Regions from separate parts of the Gossypium arboreum genome. Here region 2 is linked to region 1. A link is a contact called in public Hi-C data. All regions are on one chromosome and are shown on one strand. Each heading gives the region's core, a stretch centred on a gene start, on an enhancer-like site or on the middle of the called end of the contact. The rest is flanking DNA. Distances are from core to core; before and after follow the strand shown. Region 1 holds the start of LOC108484364 (glutathione S-transferase TCHQD). Region 2 holds the start of LOC108467296 (protein kinase STUNTED).

The links. A called contact is a pair of places that touch in the nucleus more often than the background predicts.
Region 2: a Hi-C map of leaf shows a contact between it and region 1, with 4 times the contacts expected there. The contact joins the promoter of LOC108467296 here to the promoter of LOC108484364 in region 1. A contact is called at or near these places in 2 of 5 Hi-C or Micro-C datasets (both in leaf).

What each region holds. Positions count from the first base shown.
Region 1 is chr2:57,233,917-57,240,160 of ASM2569848v2, forward strand. It overlaps LOC108484364 (glutathione S-transferase TCHQD), which reads right to left and starts at 2,252. Exons shown (of 4, transcript XM_017788126.2): 1 at 2,002-2,252; 2 at 1,157-1,207; 3 at 743-1,047; 4 at 1-346. The coding sequence starts at 951.
Region 2 is chr2:57,728,899-57,735,025 of ASM2569848v2, forward strand. It overlaps LOC108467296 (protein kinase STUNTED), which reads left to right and starts at 4,163. Exons shown (of 10, transcript XM_017767906.2): 1 at 4,163-4,689; 2 at 4,810-4,907; 3 at 5,987-6,127. The coding sequence starts at 4,500.

The DNA.
Region 1 (6,244 bases), core at 1,002-3,501:
CACAATATATGTTGTGTCATTCAGCTTTGTTTCAACTTCATCAAGCAATTGGACCAAGCTTTCTGTGCTCCTTTTAACAAGATCAGCATTCTTCAGCTTCTCCTCGGTCTCGTATGCTTCTCTGAGCTTGCTGTGGTAAGCACTAGCAAGGTCTGGTGATTCGGCCATCCGAGCGATCACCACTTTCCTTATGAATTTAGAAACGTAGAGGCGGTGCTTGTCAGGAATGTGCAATAGGGTGAAGTACTTGGGGTTCCATTGTTGTATCTTTTGCATCCATTCAATTACTTCTTGGTTGCTAAAGGAATCGTTACCAACTGAGACCACAGCAATTCTTTCAATGTACCTGCAATTATCTTTGCTAACTTTAGAATCTTCCCTTTAAGTAACAATGGTGGACTGACTGATTTCTGAAACATATTCGATCAGAATACTTCTTTTACATATGAAAAATGGGACACCTTTCCATCATAGAAATCTTAAAGGAGCAGATATGCTGTACTTTCCAATTACTTTTAAGGTTTAAAAGCAATTAGTAAGAGACATGACCTACATTACCTTGATTCGGGGTGAGTGTCATATTGAGATATATGTCCAATAAGGACACAAGTTCTGGACACAAATATTTTACAAAAAAATGAAGAATATCCTCTTCAGGAACCCATTACCAAGTACCATAAAGACAATTCTGGTGGTTTTTGCAATGCAAATTTCGATTGTGAATGAAAGATAGAGAACATACAAGATAGTTTCAATTGTGTCGAAAATGATATGAGAACCGTTCTTGAATACTGGGAGTTTGGCACTTGTATTCATCCTGAAGAAGGAAGAGTCCATGTTCTTGCCAAGAATAGGATTGACATGAAATGAGGTGTAATCAACGCCTTTCTCTTCCAAAGCAAGCCTCACCTTTTGGCTGTTCAATGAGCATGGATGATGATATAATTGCATGATTCAATTAAGAATGTTTTGAAACATTAAAACACTGTTTTCACCAACTTTGAAACTCTTTATCACACCACAATCAAGAACAAGAATTGATGAGGTCTGCAAATCAAACAGTAACAAGAATGTCTGATCAGCAATTTCATCAAACTTAATAGAAAAGAACCTTAGAAAATCACAACAATTTAAAGCATTAATGATTCGATAATACCAACAGTGGAATCCATGAACAGAAAAGAAATGCAGCAATCGAAGGGCCACTCTGCATAAATGTGTTAATTAGACTGAAAAAGAACAACAACAACAACAACAGTATGATCCTCAATTAGAACATTAAGGTTAAGTCATGTTGGTTAACCTTAAAAAATGCTAAGTTTATTCCCTGAATTCTTTAACAGAACAGTGAGCCACTGTCATGACTCCTATGAAGTACAGGGCAATTTATAACTAGATTTCAGATTCAAAATCATGTATGTAAATGAATTTTCTTTTGGAACTAAAGCAAGCTTATATAAAACTTAAGACCTAAAGAGACAACCTTAACACTTATGTAATGATTTTCCAAAACCTTATAACATCAATTCACCTCAAAATTGCAGAATCCTCAATCCAAAAAGAGAAATCATATGCTTTGGAGGGCAAACTTTAAAAAAAAAAAAATCAACTCCAAAAACCCATTAAAGAAATAAACCAACAAGAAGATCATAATGTTTCATAAAAGCCAACAAAAAAAAAAAAAATTCAATTCATGCAGACAATTAAATAAACTCCACAAATAGTTCAAAGCCAAGTGCGGGAAAGCAAAACTGTCGTTGACGAAAATTACAGTTCAGGAAGGGAAAATACATCATCATGGAAGTTACAAATTAAATTAAAGTATAAGTCTGGAAGCTTTTAAAACAACCAAAAAATCAAACAGAGCATAACCAAGGAAACCCAACTGCTAAGATGTTGATACCTGTAGAAGTAAATCAGAATTTAAAAAAAAAAAAACCATGAAATTTAATGGGTTCAACTTAACAAACCAGAACAGTTTTCCCAGAAAAAAGAACTTACCGAGATGAGAGTGGAAGCTTCAACAAGGGTCCTACAGAGTTTTTTTTTTTTGGGTTGATGTGGGTTTATTATTATATACTGTATATTTATAGAAATTGAAAAGGATCGAAAGATGAATAATTCATAGAAAGTGCGTTTTTACTTAAAAAGTTGTTTTTTTTTCTCTGTTCTTGTGCATTATATAAGAATAACGAGTTTCCAATTGGAAGGTGCAAAGCAAAAGATAGGAACCCTGTTACACTGCCCCTCGAATTATGGGTGTTGAAACTATGGTTTTAGTTAATATGAATCGAATTAGAAGTATTATTAATCGAATCATTTGAATTAAATTTTTTAAATATATAAATTGAATTAAAATATTTCGATTAATTTAATTGATTATTTAAATTAATTAAAATTTATATATTTTTATCTTTTGATTTAAATAAGTATAGAACAAATAAAAATACATTGATAATGTTCAATTTCTTTTATTTAATAGTTTAAATAACTTTAAATGGGGTAAAAATAATAAATAAGACATTAAAAACAACAAATATTTCGACTAAAAACCAAACACTACATAAATCTTGAAAACAATAAATATTTCGGTTGATTTTGTTAATAGCCTAATTTCAAACCGAATTAACTGATAACTAATTGACCGAATTAAATCGATTCGATTAATTAATTCAATTTTATACAAACCGTGATGTAACACCCCAAACTCGACCCAGACGTTATGGTCAAATTTGGCCCGTCACATTGAAGTGTTTTAGCGAAAACCGTGTTTTCATTGAAAACTCTTCTTAAAATAAAAGAAACCCTAATTAACTAGAAAAAAACCTTTCAGTTACGATAGCCTTGTTTAAAACATTTGATTTAAAAAAAAAAAACTTAGTTGCGGAAACGTAGAAAACATACTATAATTTAAGAAATCCATGTTCAACTTCTCGTAATTACAATGAAAATAATAATAATAATTCAAGTAACAATAACATAATGAAAACCTTATTACAATATGGTCTGAACACACTTAAAAAGAAATAAAACTTAAATGTTTAAAAAAAAAACCAAGTCCAAATTATCTTGCTAGCCGGCCACCCAGAGCCCCTCCAAATATCGAACCTTCTACTGAGCATCACCTGAAAAAAAAAAAAGAGGGGGTGAGTTTTCGCAAACTCAGTGTGTACAACCCTCGATGAAAAACAAGCATTCAAAAAGAAATCATCAAACATGCAATGCAATCCTATCCAAATTATCCATCCGCTACACACCAGCTCCGTCCCCCGTCACACCATGTGGGGATATAAATATCGACCCACCCAGCCCACACACCAATGGTAGCCCGATTGCGGAATTACCTTCATTTACATATTGGGCTTTAAAAGCTGTCGGTGGATCCACGATTGTTAGGCAACCATACGATCTTCATATACTTCCTCCGTTCCAAAGTTCCCACCCCATATGCAACCTAAGCAGAACATCATATGTATGCATGGCACATCCACAAAACTTACATTCACACCTAGGGGTATTTTGGTCATTTTCGCCCTTAGGGGCGTTTCAATAATTTTCCCTTAATTATGGTTTCCACTTACCTTGACCCGTTAACAACTCCCGCGAGCTAAGATGAACGAATACTATGCACCAGGTAGGATTTTAGAGAAGAAGAGGTGGGTCATTAAGACCGCTTAAGTACCAAGCTCTCCCTAGATCCAATCCTAGACATGCATATACCCGTTGTCACACCTTAACCCTTTGACTTGTCCACGATCTCAATATATTAATTAAGTCTTATGTAGTTATCATATTCTAGGCCCAAAACCCCTTACAATGCCCAAACAAATTCACATACCTGTATCTGGCCCACTAAGCCCAATCATATTCATATGACCCATTAGGCCCAAATCACCTAAATATGGCCCATTAGGCCCAAATCACATTTATATAGCCCGTTAGGCCCAGTCATATTCATATTCATGCTCACATACAAATTCTTATCACATAGCATCAATATTCAGTTTTTGCCTATTATGGGCCCAACAGCCCATCGGACCCATTTAGCCCATTCTGGCCCGTATGGCCAAATCATAACCTAAGTCCACGGAATCGCCCGTGGGTCTCAAGCAACCTATTGGTCTCCCCCTTACGAGTGTTCGCGCACTTACAAGACTACCGTAGCCAAACTTTCAGCATTTCGGCATTTCGGTATTTCGGCTTTTGCCGATTCATAGTGTGTGTGTGCAGTGTATGTACACACTTGGTAAGCAAGCGTGCCGCGATTCCCTTAGTCACCAACCTATAATGATATCACCCTTCCATTAATCGCATGTTTAATCCATATTTTACCCAAAAACCGAAACCTCACCTTAACCTTACCTTGAACACCAATCCTTAATAGCTTTCCTTGATCACGTAATCCTTAGATCTATATTAATCTTACTCATTAAAACCAGAATAATAGATGACTCGTATCCAACACAAGTCCCTTTACCTTAACTATGAACATTTGGCCACTTTAGTCAATAGGAGAGGAATACTTACCAATACCGCAACACCTAAAAAGCAATTCAGCAATGAGCTAAGATCCGAGATCCGATACTAATTCCCTACCACAGTTGATTAGAAAGAGTGAAGGACAATATTCGATACTTAGCAAAGAAAACCGATTGGAAGAGTAAAACTTACACTAGATTCGGTCAAAGAGTATTCGGCTCTAGAGATTTGAATGGCAATAATTGCTTATTCAGCACCAAGGGAGAGAGGAAGAAGAATCGGCTAAACTCAAAAGTGAAACAAAGAAATCGACACAAGGAAAATAAAAAGGAGAACAAGGGTTTTTGGCTTTTCGAGAAATCGACAGAAAGAAAAGGAAGAAAACAAAAGGGTTTTCGACTTTTAGGGAAGAGGGCTTCTGGCAACAATGTGAGAAAAAGATTTTGGCATTAGCCTCATACCTTTGCATTCGGCACATATTTATAACCCTTATGGCCGAACTCCTCAAGCCCAAGTTCCCATTTCGGCTCTACTTGCTCATCACTTCTTATCTCCTCGTTTTTCTCCCTGATAACCCCTTGATCCTTTCCTCAGATTTCTCTCCTGAAAACTTCCCTTGGAGTCCATTTCCACGCCACTTCCAACCTTCTAGAAGGCCAAGATTAAACTTCTAAAAACACTAAGCTAGGATTCGAACATTGGACCTCATTGCTAGCTATTAATGCCACCTCCCTACACTCTAAGTGGCGTCACTTAGCCACTCCTCCACAAGGCTTTTTGATGCTATTTTCCCCTATCTTTATTTAAAAGCCCAACTACTTACCAACCCTGATTCTTTTAATAATTAAATTATAATTCCTCTGCCACAAAACTCGAACCCAGAACTTCTCCAACAAACCTAGACACTTGAAATTCCTTAAACCCTTAAAGCCAACATGTCTTTTGTCATTTTCTTGCTTACTTAAAAATTTTATAAAACCCAAAACCCAAAACCCAATTTAACTAGGCCCAAAATTCGGGGCGTTACACGTGAACACTCTTAGATCCAATAAATGTAATTTCTTTTGTAAGTGCAAAATAGGAATTGTCCAAAAATCTAATTGGATTGGAGTATAAATTCTTTGCTATTTCATTTGTAATTAATGCACAAAATAGTTAATTTGATATGTCAAATCCATTTGAATTTTATTAGATTTTCCTTTCGAAATATTCTCAGTATTAAATATAATATAAATAATTAAACACGAATTGGTTTCACGAGCTCTATTAAGTAATGATGACATGACAAGATAAAATTTGTATTATTTAAATTTTTATCATTTTTATTTTTATATTAAAATAGAAAACTATTATTGGATAATAGGATTTGAACATAATTCTTTATATAGTTTTTAATATTTATATTTTATTATTCAATCAAATCTTTATTTGTTATTTATATTAATTTTTATAAATATTTTGTTATATAATTATAGTTTCCACTGCATTGTGAATATACCATAATATAATATATTTATTAAAATTTATATAAAAATAAAATAAAATTTGATTGAAATGGTAAAATTACATGTTTAAATACTATGATGGTATGATGGTATGATGTCAAGTTCAAATCTCTTTATATCTAAATTTTTATTAATTTTATATAAAAATATAAAAGATAAAAACACCATCACGATAATATAAAGAATTTTAGTAAATTTTCAACTTAATTAGAACCTAATTGATGGATGATATCAAATCAATCAAACACTTAAAATAATAT
Region 2 (6,127 bases), core at 2,913-5,412, 500 kb after region 1:
TTAGCATAGGTACATTGTACATAGTATTTTATATATTATTCTTTAACATATATATTGTTTGCATTCACGGATATAATATTTATTGTTATTGACAGGGTACGAGCTCGTCTAACATTTATTCCATGAAGTGTTGAAGAAATTGCGGGTTGTAAACTGACTCGGTGGGGAGTACCTCGATGGGACACCCAATGAGTAGTGGAAGCAATTGTTTGATGAAGGACTACAATATAGACACATGATAACAAACCTTGTAGAATACATTAATTCCATATTAAAGAAGACACATAATTTGTCGGTAACCTTGGTAGTCAAAAAAACGTATTTTCACTTAGCAACTTTATTTCCAAAGCGAGCTGAGAAATACGAGGGACAGATACAAAGCGTTCATATTTGGTGCGAGACGGTGCTGAAAAATATTGGAGAAAATACACAGAGTGAACTCTATGCCTTCAGTGTGTCATTTATGTCCAAATCAAATATTTAGGTTTACGGATTTTTATAGATCAGACGAATGTGTTATCGGGAGAGCATACCATGTAGACATGAGACAAAAGACCTGCAACTGTGAGAGATTCAAACACTTCGTTATCCATGCGCACATGTAATTGCGACACGTGTCTTGACACATGTAAATTGCATGAGTTATGTTGACAAAGTTTACAAACTAGACTACACATATAATGTTTGAAAATTTAAATTCCCACATGTCTTGGATGAAAGGATGTAGTTGCCTACCTTACACACTCATTTTGAGTTGGTAATTGATATTATCTTGTAGCGTAAGTTAAAAGGTCGATTGAACTCAACTCAGATATGAGACAATATAAATCTTCGAGAGCGGACAGACCAACCAAGGTTATGCAGTCATTGTAGAAACCCAGGGCATACTAAGTCAACATGTCCACACTTGAAAGGAAAATCAAGAAGAACAACTAATTAGAACACTAACTCATTCCTATTAAGAAATATTGAAAAAAAAACAAACAAATATACAAACAAACAAGCAAATGATTTGTTCATTTATTTATTTATTTTTTTGAGAAATTGTAAGTTAATATTAATTATTTAAGTAACATATATTACAATGGAATTTTTTTTTTGCTCGTACCTTGTGACTAAATCCTTGCTTTTTGAAAAGATTATAATAAATTATTGTGTCAGAGAAATAATACATGGAAGGAGAAAAACTTAAATGAAAAATTAACACAAATGAAAAAATAATTGGAACTAACCATATGATATGGTACAATACAAATCAATTTAATAAATTTGTTGCGTAGATTATAAATAAGTGTACATTTGGGATGTAAAATAAAGAATACAATTTGGTGTCAATGAAAGTGGAACAAGTACATTATGGATGAAAACATTTATTACAACACAAGTTAAAATTTAACAAACTAAAAAAATGAACTATTTGAAAAAAAATTACAAATAACAAAATTATTGGCGTCCCGAATGTGTACCACAACCAAGTAACCGTTGGGTACGCCTAGGGTTCTGTCGAATAAGTTAGGGTGTCGTTTCCTCATCTTCTTTATCTTCATCTTCACCTCAACCTCAATGTTGATCTCTCTCTTCATCTCATTCCTTCGTGGTTGAGTGCGTTTAGGTCCTAAGAGCCTATCGTACATCCCTCGTTGTATTAATAGGCAGTTGCGACAATGACCTACCCCGGTAGAACAACGATGCTGAGGTTGTTTACGACATTATCGACAGATAACTGTATGGTGTCGCATAAGACGATTTTGGATAACATGTGAGAATTTTCGGTGATACCAGATACATCGGTGTTGCTGGCAACAATGACATGTAATATGGTTCTGTGGGTGGCAGTTGTGCTAAAAATAGACCTGAAGGTGTTGATGCAGTGAATGATGGTGTGTGTTGTGGTGCTTGTGTAAAACAAAATTGGGTTAGCACCAGAAAAAATGAACCATACTGATTAGGAGGTTGCACGCCCATCTAGTTCTCATATGGAGCTGGAGCAAATGTTACTCCCCTTGTGGCTTGTTCTTCCAGCCTAGGATTGTTGGACACTCGTCTTCACCTCCTACGGCAATGTTGCCTACTCCTTTCCCCATTTGATAGTAGATATGACATGTCGTTATGCCTGAACCATGTAATGTAATCCAGAGATGTCGCCAACTTTGATGTGAGAAATGGTTCATGCGTTAGCAAGTAATCATACTTTCACTACTACATCTTGATATACTTCTGGTGGAATTTTGACTAATCTTCCTCAAGTCTCCCCTACAAGTCGATCTTGTGTAGGTCATCGAGATCCTGGGGCGATGGTGGAATATGTTGCGTACATCCAAACTGCCACATCACTTAGTCGAATTCGTACATCTCAACCATTACAAAAACGATCAAAGACACTTTGACGTGTTAGATGTTGCGATTGGCCAAAAAGTCGGTTAGGATGCATTCTTGAATTCTTGGATCGACATATGACATCCATTCAAATTGTAGTATGAATTTATTAATTTTAGCATGTGCCTAATATTTAATTTCAAAAGCTAAAGTAAATATTATATAACTTTAAATTTCATAAAATAACCTCCTGTTCTGATTTTTTATCTAACGCTAACCGAATATCCTCGAGCTTGGTCAGTATACCTATGTTTCTTGCGCAATTATTCCACCTGTTCAAATAATATGTTATTTTAAAATTATAACACTAGAAAAAATATTAGGATAATGATATTATCAAACGAATTTTACCATATTACGAGTAAGGATTCGTAAGGGGGTCTACTCGGGGCTATAAAAATGGTAGTTGATACCATGCCCACGACTGAAGGAGCATGCAACCGTTGATTTTAACTTTTTCTGGTTTTGTGGCCTAACACATCTTTTAGTATAATGTCGCCAACACCGTTGATGCCTAATTGAGTCATCTCGCATCTTTCAAGTTGACTAATAGCAGTAGCCACCTTAAATGTACCAGATTTCAAATTTTACCTAGCATAAGCAAACCCTCGATCAACTTTAAAATGAATGCGTGCATGAATTGTTCTTGTTCAACGTCACTCGCAGAGGCGTCAATATGCTTGAAGTTATCCTCCAAACATCCCATCTCGATTTGGCTTCCCTTAAACTTGTTTGACACTTTCCTTAATAGTTGCTCGCATGTTGCGCTCTAATTGGCACTCACCACTGCCCTTGTAACGACTTCCCCATCGACTAGTAGACTGAATTATAAACCAACGTCCTCGAGTGTAATTGTACACTCACCGTAGGGAAGATGGAATGTTTGTGTCTCGGGTCTCTATTTTTCCACCAAAGCACTTATAAGTGGGGGGTCCAATTTAGCCCCCCCGAGCATGCGAGCCACGTACAAGAATCCCAAATCTTGCAAATGTCCATGAATGACAACGGGTGCACTCACACATAAATTGTGTATAGACTCCAAAATTCGATTTTTGGCCTGGGTATATAAATATAAAAAATGATAAAATTAATAATGTTAACACCATAATAATTAACTAATTAAAATTAAATAAATTAATAATATTTTCTTACCATTTGTAGTTGGACGTCGGAGATGTACTTGTTATACAAATGAATAAGTTAATTTACCATTTTAGAAATTAAAAGGAATAAAATAAAATCGAAGAGAATAGGATTGAGAGAAAGATTTAAAATGAAATTATTGAGAGAATAGATTTGAATGAAGTTTAGAGGGGTTTATATAGAAAAAAAAAGACTGTTAGGAGATGTAACCATTGAAATTGTGATTGTTGGGAGAAATGTTATCGCAACCTAAAAACGTACCCTATAAGACTTATTTTTTCTTTTTCTCTCAAAAAAGGGTCTATTCTAATAACTATAAAAAAAAAAAAGAACTAAATCCATAAATATCAGTATATATATAAATTAGTGGGGAGTTATGTTTACTGTCAAATATGAGAAGAGGGGAAGCATCGTTAGCAAATAGCAATGCAGCCGTGCTATCAACTTCAAACTCATAGTTAAATATTACAAGTTACCCCAAGTAATAAGAAAGAGAGAAAATAACAAAATTGGGTCCGTGTGTGTTTTTTTTCCACAGCATGATGCAAAAGCTTTGGTCTGTAGCATTTTAGTAGTGCCCATCCCCATTTAATGAAATTTATTATTATTTAAAACCTAAGAATCTATATTTTACAGGGGCTGCACTTTTATTATTATTATTATTAATTCCTACAATTTTTTTTTGAGAAAAAAAACCCTCCATTAAATAAACAATTAAAGAAATAAATTGTTTAATAATTTTTCAACTTGTGTTTATAAAAAACAAGTCGTCTCTTCTTCCCTTTCTCTATCTAGTGTGGTTGGAGAACTTGAAAAGCAAACTACTGACGGTTAAGCCTAAAAAAACGCTCTCAAACACTGCTTCTGCCTCTCCTCTACCTTCCTTCACAACCTAACTCTTCCATATATAAACTCTTAACATGATCCTCAACTTTGGTCAAGAACACCTTCTCTGAAACATACTCTGTTTTGACACAGAAATGAAAATGGTACAGAATGGTTTTGTTGGAGACAAAGAGATGGTTGCTTCTGCTGGTGGTGGTGGTGGAGGGACGGTGGTTGTTGGAGTAAAGCTTGATTCACCAAGCAGAGAGCTTTTAACGTGGGCTTTGGTTAAGGTGGCTCAGCCTGGTGACTGTGTCATTGCTCTTCATGTTCTTGGTAACAATGGTCAGTAAATTTTTTTTTCCTGTTTCAGGGTTTAAATTTTCTCTTCTTTTGAAAATATTTCTGGGGTTTGATTTTTTGTCTGGTTTATTGAAGTGGGATTTGGATTTTGTGTGTGTGTAGAAATCGTGGATCGAGATGGAAAATCTTCACTTCTGTCGCTTGTCAAAGCGTTTGACTCTGTTCTTGCTGTTTATGAAGGATTCTGTAATTTGAAACAGGTTTGGTTTCATGATCTACTTTTTCTTTCTTCTTTCTTTTTCTTTTGTTAAAAAACATTGTTTATAACAATCTACCTTCTTCTTTTTTCCCTATGATGAATTTGTTAACTTCATTTTTCTTTCCTGTTTGGTCAATTGGAACATGAAGGAAAATCAGAAATGGGAAAGTTGGTCTTTCCCTGCATGTTCAATTTAGCTATAGTTACACTTAGGATTGAAATAGCGGCCGCTACTTAGCAATAGCGCCAGCACTAGCCACGGCGGCCGTGAATATAAATCACGTCCCGTTTTGTGGTTCTAACAAATAAAAAACAAGAGCACCCTAGGATCCTAGAATAATAAAGAAAATGGAGGTCAGGGGAGGGATTTCTAACATCGTTGATGAATAACTGATTCTCAAGATCTAAAAGAGAGGGAAGAGTTTGGTCGGTGAAGATGGGGAAAGTTCATAAATGAGTTAAAAATATATGGTGTTTATTAAAATAAGAGTGTAATACGCACAGTTTTGAGGAGAAAAAATTGGGATGGGATTAATATTTTAGCTCATGCATATTTATATTTATCTTAATAAACTGTATATTGATACCTGATTTTAAATTTTAAATACAAATATGAATAAATATCATTATAAATATATTAAATAAGATCATAAAATATCTCAAAATTAACAACACAAAGAATTTTTATAATCATGTTAGTGATTATTAAATTTAAAATAAATAAAAAAATTTCACCAACACTATAGCAATGACCGAAAATGTGAGCGCTACCGCCGCCACCCGCCACCGCTATCGGAAAGAAAACGATTGTGAATATAAATCACAACAATAGATAGCGGCAATAACGTCCCGCTATTTCCATTTTTAAGCTTTCATAACGTTAAAGGTGACGATAGACAGAAGGCCGGTGCTAGAGAAAGAGAGAAGCAGATAGAAGATAGTAAATGTCAAAAAGAGATGAATTAAAAAATAAAAGAAATTCACGATTAGACTGCTAACAACAATTGATTAAGCATTTCACGTATCAAATTTAAGGCTTAGAAAAAAGAAATAAATCGGTTTTGGGTAATTATGTTGCAGGTGGATCTCAAACTTAAGATATGCAGAGGTTCTTCAATTCGCAAAATTTTAGTGAGAGAAGCAAAATCTTATTCTGCAACTAAGCTTATAGTTGGAACCGCCGCCAAACTCCATAAAATCCGGTCATCGACATCGGTAGCC